2 separate regions of the Mus musculus genome follow, and region 2 is linked to region 1. A link is a contact called in public HiCAR-type data. All regions are on one chromosome and are shown on one strand. The core of a region is the stretch at or near the end of the contact, and the rest is flanking DNA. Distances in the headings are between cores, read along the strand shown.

Region 1 (3,896 bases), core at 1,366-3,865:
TTCAAAAAGCTTTTGGTTTTCATTTTCCTTAACAGTGGAAGGAGAGAGGAGGAGTTCACATTTGCATAGATTGCCACTGTAATCCCAAAGTGAATCCAAGACAAGCCTAAAATGCACAGATATTACAAATGTATAAACAGATCAGCAGAGAATGATGCCTATGAACAACTACACAAATATATAAAATATATTTATTTGCTCTTTTCCCAATTAAACAACTTTCACAGATTTTTGGTAGTTAATAAATCACACCACTCAAATAAGCCAGCAAAATGTTTTACGACCTATAACACAGAGTAGCATCAGCAATTAGTTCCAATGCTTTAATCTTCAATTATATGAGGTGGACATAGAAGAGAAAAAAAAATGAATGTAGCTAATTGAGAAGATAACAAAGTCTTCCCAAGTAGAATCAGATGGTCTTTGTAGCATACAATCAATTAATATTAATTATTTATTAACAATCTAGGCGACAGTCATGAACTAAAACCATTTGCATTTAATGTTTCTAACCACTTTTTTATACTAAACATCATTTGGTACAATAAACTGTACAATGTAAACAAAAGGCTCTGATCAACTCAGCATCAAAACGGAGAAGGTAATTAGATGGCACAGAGAACCCAAAAAGTGAAAGTCTTCCAGGACAGTGTTGCCACAGGATTAGGTAGGCTTTCCGCCAAAAGTGAGGTCCACTCCTTGGTTTGAAATAAGTTGTTTAGACTGAGAACTGGCACACAGGGACAGAAATCCACTGAGTTAAAGCCAGGGAATTACATCTGAGAGGCAGGGAGTGTGAGTGTACTATATTATGCATATTGAATAATCAACTGTAGCAAGCTATGTATAGCCTGCCCCCAATCTCAAGGACAAGTTGTATGATAAGATTTATTTTTAAACTACACCAAAAAGAAATTCTGACTTGCATGTAGGGTACCTATGAGGTAAGGGTAATACTAAAGCAATATACTAAAATTACATGATAATTAGTTTTAAACGAGTAGCCAGATCCTCAACAACACGGAAAATCAGAAATACATCACAGAACTCATAAAATATTATTGTTATTATTATCATCATCATCATCTTCTTCAAATTAATAAGGCCTTTAACTTTTTTTAGATTAAAGGATTGAAGATATATTGCAGGCCTATCGAACACACAGGAATAATTTTCCTAAGGTGAAAAAAGTTGGCCTAGAAGAATTTAGTGAGATTGTGGATTTCTGGCAGGCAGGTGTCTCTGGCACCGCAGGGACCCGCACCCAGGGACCCAGGGGTAGGGGTCAGGAACTAGGAACAGCACCAGAGTATGGGCTACCTTGAACTCAAATCCTGTGAGCCCAGAAGCAAAGGAGGCCCCTCCCAGTGGGGACTCCGCTCCTTGACCAGTGGCAAACTGAAGCCCGCCCTACACAGTGTCCAGGCGCCGTGAGTGGGACCCACCCGAAGTCCCCGGGTGCAGCCCAATACCGCGGCAGGCAGGGAGGGGGTGCGCGGCAGGCAGGGAGGGGGTGCGCGGCTGTCTCCAACAGAGGCGCGAACTTTTACACCTACTTTTTGTTTCACTTCGGGTTTGGCAAAGCGTTTGGTACCGCCCAGGACTGGGTCCCCAGACACTGATTTTCCACCGCACTGGGGAAGTTACCTCCCTAGCCCGGTGGCCTCCACCAGCTCTGAGAACTTCATCCCGGGTTACCAAGACATGCTCCCAAGAGTGGTAGGCCAACCGCCAGGACAACAACAAGGACAACAATCATACTAAGCTCTGCGGGAGCGGATTGTCCTGTTAGATTTCAGCATAAAAAGGGCGACGATTGCAGCAAACCAGAGTTGAAATAACCGAGAACCCGGGAGCGCGAAGGTTGGAGAAACACTGGGCTGCGGCTGCCCGGCGCTCCAACTGGCTGTGCATCTGTCTGCGGCCGTCTGGTTTTCCCTGATAGCTTGCAAAGTTTGACAAATCTCGAGGACTAGGAGCGGATCTCCCCGAGTGTCTCCCATCTTTCCCTCCGCGTGCGCCCCTCTCCCAGGAACCGATCCCACCAACTCCCAGTCCCGCGCGCAAACTTACGTTTGATCTGCCGGGGTTTACTCTGCTTTCGCCGGGACATTTCGGCCGCGGCCGCTGCCGCTGGGGTTCCTGCGGTGTCTGCGGTTCCCGCTACGGTTCCCTGGGTTGTCGCCGCCTCTGCCTCTGGGCAGGCTCGGGCCGCCGCCGGTCGGACTCCAGGTGCTCCGTGCGCTCGGGATCCCGGAGCTAGGCTCCTCCGGGAGCGGCGGATCCACGTTTGGAGATGAGCAAGCAAATGAGAGGCCGAGCAAGGGGCAGAGAGAGTGTGACAGGGAAGAGGGGAGGGGGCGACGGATAGAGCGATGGGGCTGTGGGGGGGAGGATGGGAATCTAGGAGCGATCGGCCAGGCAGAGAGAAAAGGGGAAGAAGGGGGTGGAGGGGTAAGAGAAGGAAGAGAAGGAGGGAGGGGAGGAGAGAGCGCAGGGGGACCCGGGCTGCGAGGGGCGGAGGGTGCGGGAGGAGGCGCGCGCTCGCTCTCCGTGTCCCCGGCTGCCGGGCAGAGACTCAGGCGCCGCCGCTGCCGCTCCGGGCCGCGCCGCGCTCGCACTGCTGCGGGAGGTGGCGAGGCGCGCGAGGGAGGGGCGCGCCCGGGCTGTGGGGAGGGGAGACTATGCCATCAGCGAAAGGAGGATTGGCTGCATCCAAAGCCAGTCCGGATGCAAACTCACAGCCCGGCCTCGGTCGCGTGGAGTGCAAGGGGATCGCGGCGTGGGTGGGAGTTGAAGGGGTTGATGGGGTGGGGGGAGACGTGAGGTTTGGAGGGGGCCACCTTCTGCATTTGTCACCGCGTCAATGCTGGGCAGCTGCCAGGCCACCCTTCCCCCGCTCCCCTTCCAGCAACTTCTTCCAACAGCCTCTTCCAATGGACCCTCTAACTCTCCTCCCTAATGCCTCGCCCATCTAGCAGGGCACAAAGAAATCTCAGTCTCCTTCCATAAACTTTGTGCTTCCAGTTACTGCTCCCCTCCTGGAGCCCCTGCCCTCCGCCCTCACAGTTTCTTGGCAGGAAGGTTAGGCCACTGGCAAAGTCCCCAGCGAAAGCCAGCTGATCACAAATGCCAACTGTGTGTCTTGGGGCCCGTTAAGTCCTCTCATCTGCCTGGGCTCTCAGGAGACCATTTCATCGCTGTCAGAGTTCCCAGGAGACTGCTGCGGACCCGGACCATCCCCCACTAGGCCCACAAGAGTCGGGTGATGAGCTGCGCTCAAAGTGCTTTTCTGCATCTTGCTTGAGTTTCCATTTGAAATAGTAAAATCCCGGAATCGGAAGTCAGGCAGATATTTTTCTCACATCCAAAAGGACGAAGGTTAGCTAGATTATTCGTTGTAGGTAGGAAGGGAACTATCATCTCTAATAGGAAATACTAACTTTTTATGAAGTCTGTGGAAGTTCTGCAGCTCCACCCTGCCCCCATGACCTTCCATTCTCCTAGTTCTGCCACAGGGAAGCACCGTGGAGCTAATAAAAGATTTGATCTTGTCCTAATTTTTCAATCAGGTAAGACCCAACAACTATTTCCTGGTTCTTTGGTTTATTGAGTTCTGTGTCTTTCTTATTTATTCAATGTATGCTTACGGTTTGAGAAATGGTAAGGCACAAGAGAACATTATTTTGAGGGGATTGCATAGGATTGTTTTTGTAAAATTAAGGTGAGCAAGGTTAGCTTAGGTTCCCACAGTTTTGCATAGGGTGAGTACAAAATGCAATTCTTTCCGGTGTGCTGAAGGGATGGGGTTGTGTGGAATCAGCTACTTTATGTATCATTATTTACTAATAAACTCCTGTGAAGTTGCCATGGATTCCCTAGATACTGCCAGTTTC
Region 2 (3,906 bases), core at 10-2,509, 790 kb before region 1:
CACGCACCTGCAAAGCGCATGCATGTACACCCCCTGCTGCGTGTTGCACGCTGCAGACTTCTACCTTACTAACCAGCCCAAAACACAAATTCCCCCTCCCCATAGGAGACTAGGGATCCCCTTGGCCTAGAACACACACCACTCCCCCTCTGTGTAACGCACAAACCCAGCCCCACATTGCTTAAAAGGAACCCGGATACACAATCCGGTAAGCGAAAGCACTGGTGGCTCCCCTTAAGTGACTACCTTCCTCCCTGCTTCATCTCTGTCCAGGATCCTAGGAGCCTCCAAACCAGATAGGAGATGGAAGAGGAACCTCAGAGAAGTACCTCTAAACCTCTACCATGGGACTTGACTCACGGAAGCCTCCAACCCTATGCACAGGTTTGCAACTCCCCTTCCTCCCTATCCTAGGCATGAATCTACCCCACTCCCTGCTCACATTCCCCCATATCCCTCATCACCTTTCCAGCCCTCCCTTCCAGGCCACTTTCTAAACCCGCTGGTTCTCACAACGTGTTGCCTCACACACTCCCTCCGGAGGCTTGAATTAAATCTGCCTCTTTCCATCATATCTACCTAAGCTTGTTCTGATTCCCCGAATTAACCAAGTTCACCCGCCCATCAGGCGCCCACTGACCCTTCCACTGGCGTCCTTTACTCTCCTACAAATCCGCTTTTCACACGCCCCACTTTCCATCTATCTCCCCTTCTGTCATCCTGGTTCAGGACACACCGCCCTTCTATTTTGCTCTCTGACCCTCTGTCAGTCCTAGGGACACCACTTTCCCTTTTTGGCTGTTCCCAGGCAGGTCCCTGCTCTCCAAACCTTCCCTTCCCCATCGGGCACTAGCCGGCTCCTGGCCTGCCGGGTCCGCTCCCTCATCCGCGGTCCTTCTTCCTTCCAGAGTGACCCACACCTGAACCCTGAGCCAGTCCTACCCTCCGGGGTCTGCTCATTATAGCTTTTGCTAGAGCATCCTTGTAAGCAGGAGCTCTCTACCTGCCCAGCGGTTGGGAGAAGCGCGGGACTCCGGAGGCAGAAGGCTGCCCGCTCTCCGGGTGTCCAGGCGCTCTTCCCGCTCGCCATCCCCAGCTCCCCCAGCGCCTAGCCCTCGCCCCGGCGGCGCCCAGCAGCCGCACAAACTTACTTGCGGGTCGGCGGGAGGGGGCTGCGGCGAGCGGTGCGAGCCCCGTAGCGGCGAGTGCGCCCCTCTCGGTGGGGCCGGGCGGCGCTGGCACTGCGCTCCCGCGGCCGCGCGCGGACTGCGCTCAGCCTGACGCAGCCCAGCTCTGCCCCCACCGCCGTCGCCGCCGCCGGGGCCGCGGAGCGCTTGCAGACTTGCTCAGTTTCCGGACCTGCCCGCGTGGAAGCTACCAAGAGCCATCCGCGGCGGGGGAGGCGGCGCCGAGCTGCAGAGCGACGGCCACGAGCTGGAGGCGACCACGCCGGCGGCTCCGGGAAAAGGGGGGGCGAAGCCCTGCTAAAAATAGCTCCTGCGGAAGGAAGCTACCGGCTGCCAGCGCACCCCCTTTCCGCGCGTCCCCGCAGCGAACTCTCGGGCTCCGGGAGCTGGCGTCCTCCTGGACCCCTGCCCTGGGAAACCGTGCCCCAAGAACAGACACCTGCCAGGGTAGCCAGAGCAGAGTCCCAACTCCAGGCTGCGGGGTATGGCACCCCTTCCCGTCCCCGGTCCCCAGAGCTGCCCAGCAGCCCTAGCCTCAGGGCCTTAGACAGAGACATCGAGAAGATACTGGTCTGAAATTATGGGAAAGCTCCTCTGCTACTGACTTACCAAGAGGAAGAAAAAAGTTTTCAGGGTTATTCTGGTGGAATTGGAACGAGAAATCAAGGAAGGCGGGCAAAATACAAAGATCTGGCCAAAGGGTGAAGGTATGGGGCTGTGGGTTGAAAGGGGCTCTGGAAAGATCTCCTTAAATACAAGAGTAGGCTGGGCTTCTCCCCGACTTCTATTTCCGCAGGATTTTACATAATTAGTTGACACTCAGCCTGACCTTGGAGGCACTGTTCCTGTTGCCTGAACTGTAATTTACTTTCCCTGCCTGCTGCCTTCTACTTCCACCGCTCCCACCTTTCCAACTCTGCCTGGGAAATTATGAGAGAGGAGTAGGGGTAGGGGCCAAAGTACAACTAGGTAGACTGGACCTCGGCCCTTTCTTGAAGGAAGTCGGTCCCTTTGCCAAGATGAGACTGCATCAATCCGACCAGCAAATCAGCCCAAAGGCCTCTCAAAACCTGGTAGTGAGTGGGTTCTCACTATTAATCTCCAGGATACCCCACCTCAATTGCTGACAACTAGTGTTATCTCTTCTCTCCTTTGAAAGTGAAACGTCCATCAGTCTGTAAAACGAAAGCCAAGAGGAAAGGGGAGGAGGAAATATTTATACTGAAAAGGAAAAGAAATGAATTTGAGAAAAGCATAGTGATGTACATGCATTTCGTAATGAAACCCATTATTTTTTACCCTGAAAAAATCAATAAAGATTTCAATTATAAGAATGAGATGTTCACATATTTCCTGGGTCAAGTTATAGTTTTAGCTTTTTCTCTGGAAGTCACCAAATTAGATTCATCAGTTAAGAATTCATTGCTTTTATTTGACAGAAGAGGACGTTGAAGCCTGGAGACAACTGTTGCCTGAAATAATACCTAATTGAACCCAAAATCTGCCGGATGAGAAATTACCCAAGTTTAAATATAACCTATTATTTCCTGAAATCCATAGCTGTAGTTAGAGTAAGAAATCAGGAAACTAGGCGCAGTTTTCAGTGCAGCTAATGAATTTGGTAATCTTGTTTTCTCTACTTGTAAGAAGGAAATCCAGAGCCTAGATTTTGCGTTCTCTTGAAAGTGACTATTTTATCCCAGTTCATTTATGTCTTTTGAGGTTATGCATGGACTAGAACTGAGCTTCACCAAGAGCTCACAGTACATGCTCAATAAAAATGCATTCACTTGCCATTATTGAGACTTAGGAAAGCTTGGCTTGCCAACAGAAGGCACACGGTTGTACTTTTTAACAGCGCTATAACAGTGTATGTCTCTGCTCAAGACATACTCCTAAATCAGATCCTTCAATTTGCAATCACAGTCTAGTTTTATGTTTAACTTTCTTTCCTCTGAAGCTATCTCTTAAGCTTATCTATCCTTTCCTGTCCTAAGTAACATGGGATGAGAGATGAATGCTGTGCACACGGGTGCCATCACACTATTACTTCCTGCCAGTCACACTTGAGGTGGTGTGATCTTGACATTTCTTTGACACTGCACACACACTCTCTGTAGGGGGACATGCCTTCACTTTAAAGTCTGTTTCGGTTCCTACATAAAACCTATGGTTCAAAATGTACTGCGTTCAAGACTTTGAATGCCAAGTGAAAGCAACTCACTAGCATAGATACATTGAGAAAATTATACATTGGTTCACAGAGGTGGGACCTCCTGCCCGACACGGGACCATAGAGCAGTATTCCCCTGTTCTAAGCACTGTTTCCTGTGCTGGTGTTAATATTCCTTCCCTACGAGCAGAATGCACTCCCATCCATGCATCAGGGACAAAGTTGACAATCTTATTTTCTTTGTCAAAACAGATCAAGACTTACTCTCATGAGGCTTAAAATACAAACCCAATTGGCTGTCTAGACCCACACAGATGAATCTATCTTCCCTAGAGAAAGATTCTCAAAAGGAAAATATCTAGTAGCTGAAGGTACCCATGAAACTTACGAAACAGTGTGCATTGCCTTCCTGAAGAGTCTTGCCTCCCCTGCAGTCAAAGAGAGAGAGAGACAGAGACAGAGAAACAGAGAGAGAGAGACAGGGAGACACAGTCAGACAGAGACAGAGAGACAGAGACACACAAAGAGAGTGACAGAGACAGAGAC

The links. HiCAR-type assays count read pairs that join an accessible place to other places.
Region 2: a HiCAR-type map of astrocytes shows a contact between it and region 1, with 2.3 times the contacts expected there. The contact joins the promoter of Oxr1 here to the promoter of Zfpm2 in region 1. A contact is called at or near these places in 1 of 39 promoter capture datasets (liver) and 1 of 115 datasets of contacts at active chromatin or transcription factors (astrocytes).

What each region holds. Positions count from the first base shown.
Region 1 is chr15:40,653,761-40,657,656 of GRCm38.p6, reverse strand. Zfpm2 (zinc finger protein, multitype 2) reads right to left here and starts at 2,615. Exons shown (of 8, transcript NM_011766.5): 1 at 2,074-2,615. The coding sequence starts at 2,113.
Region 2 is chr15:41,444,835-41,448,740 of GRCm38.p6, reverse strand. Oxr1 (oxidation resistance 1) reads right to left here and starts at 1,259. Exons shown (of 17, transcript NM_001130166.1): 1 at 1,152-1,259.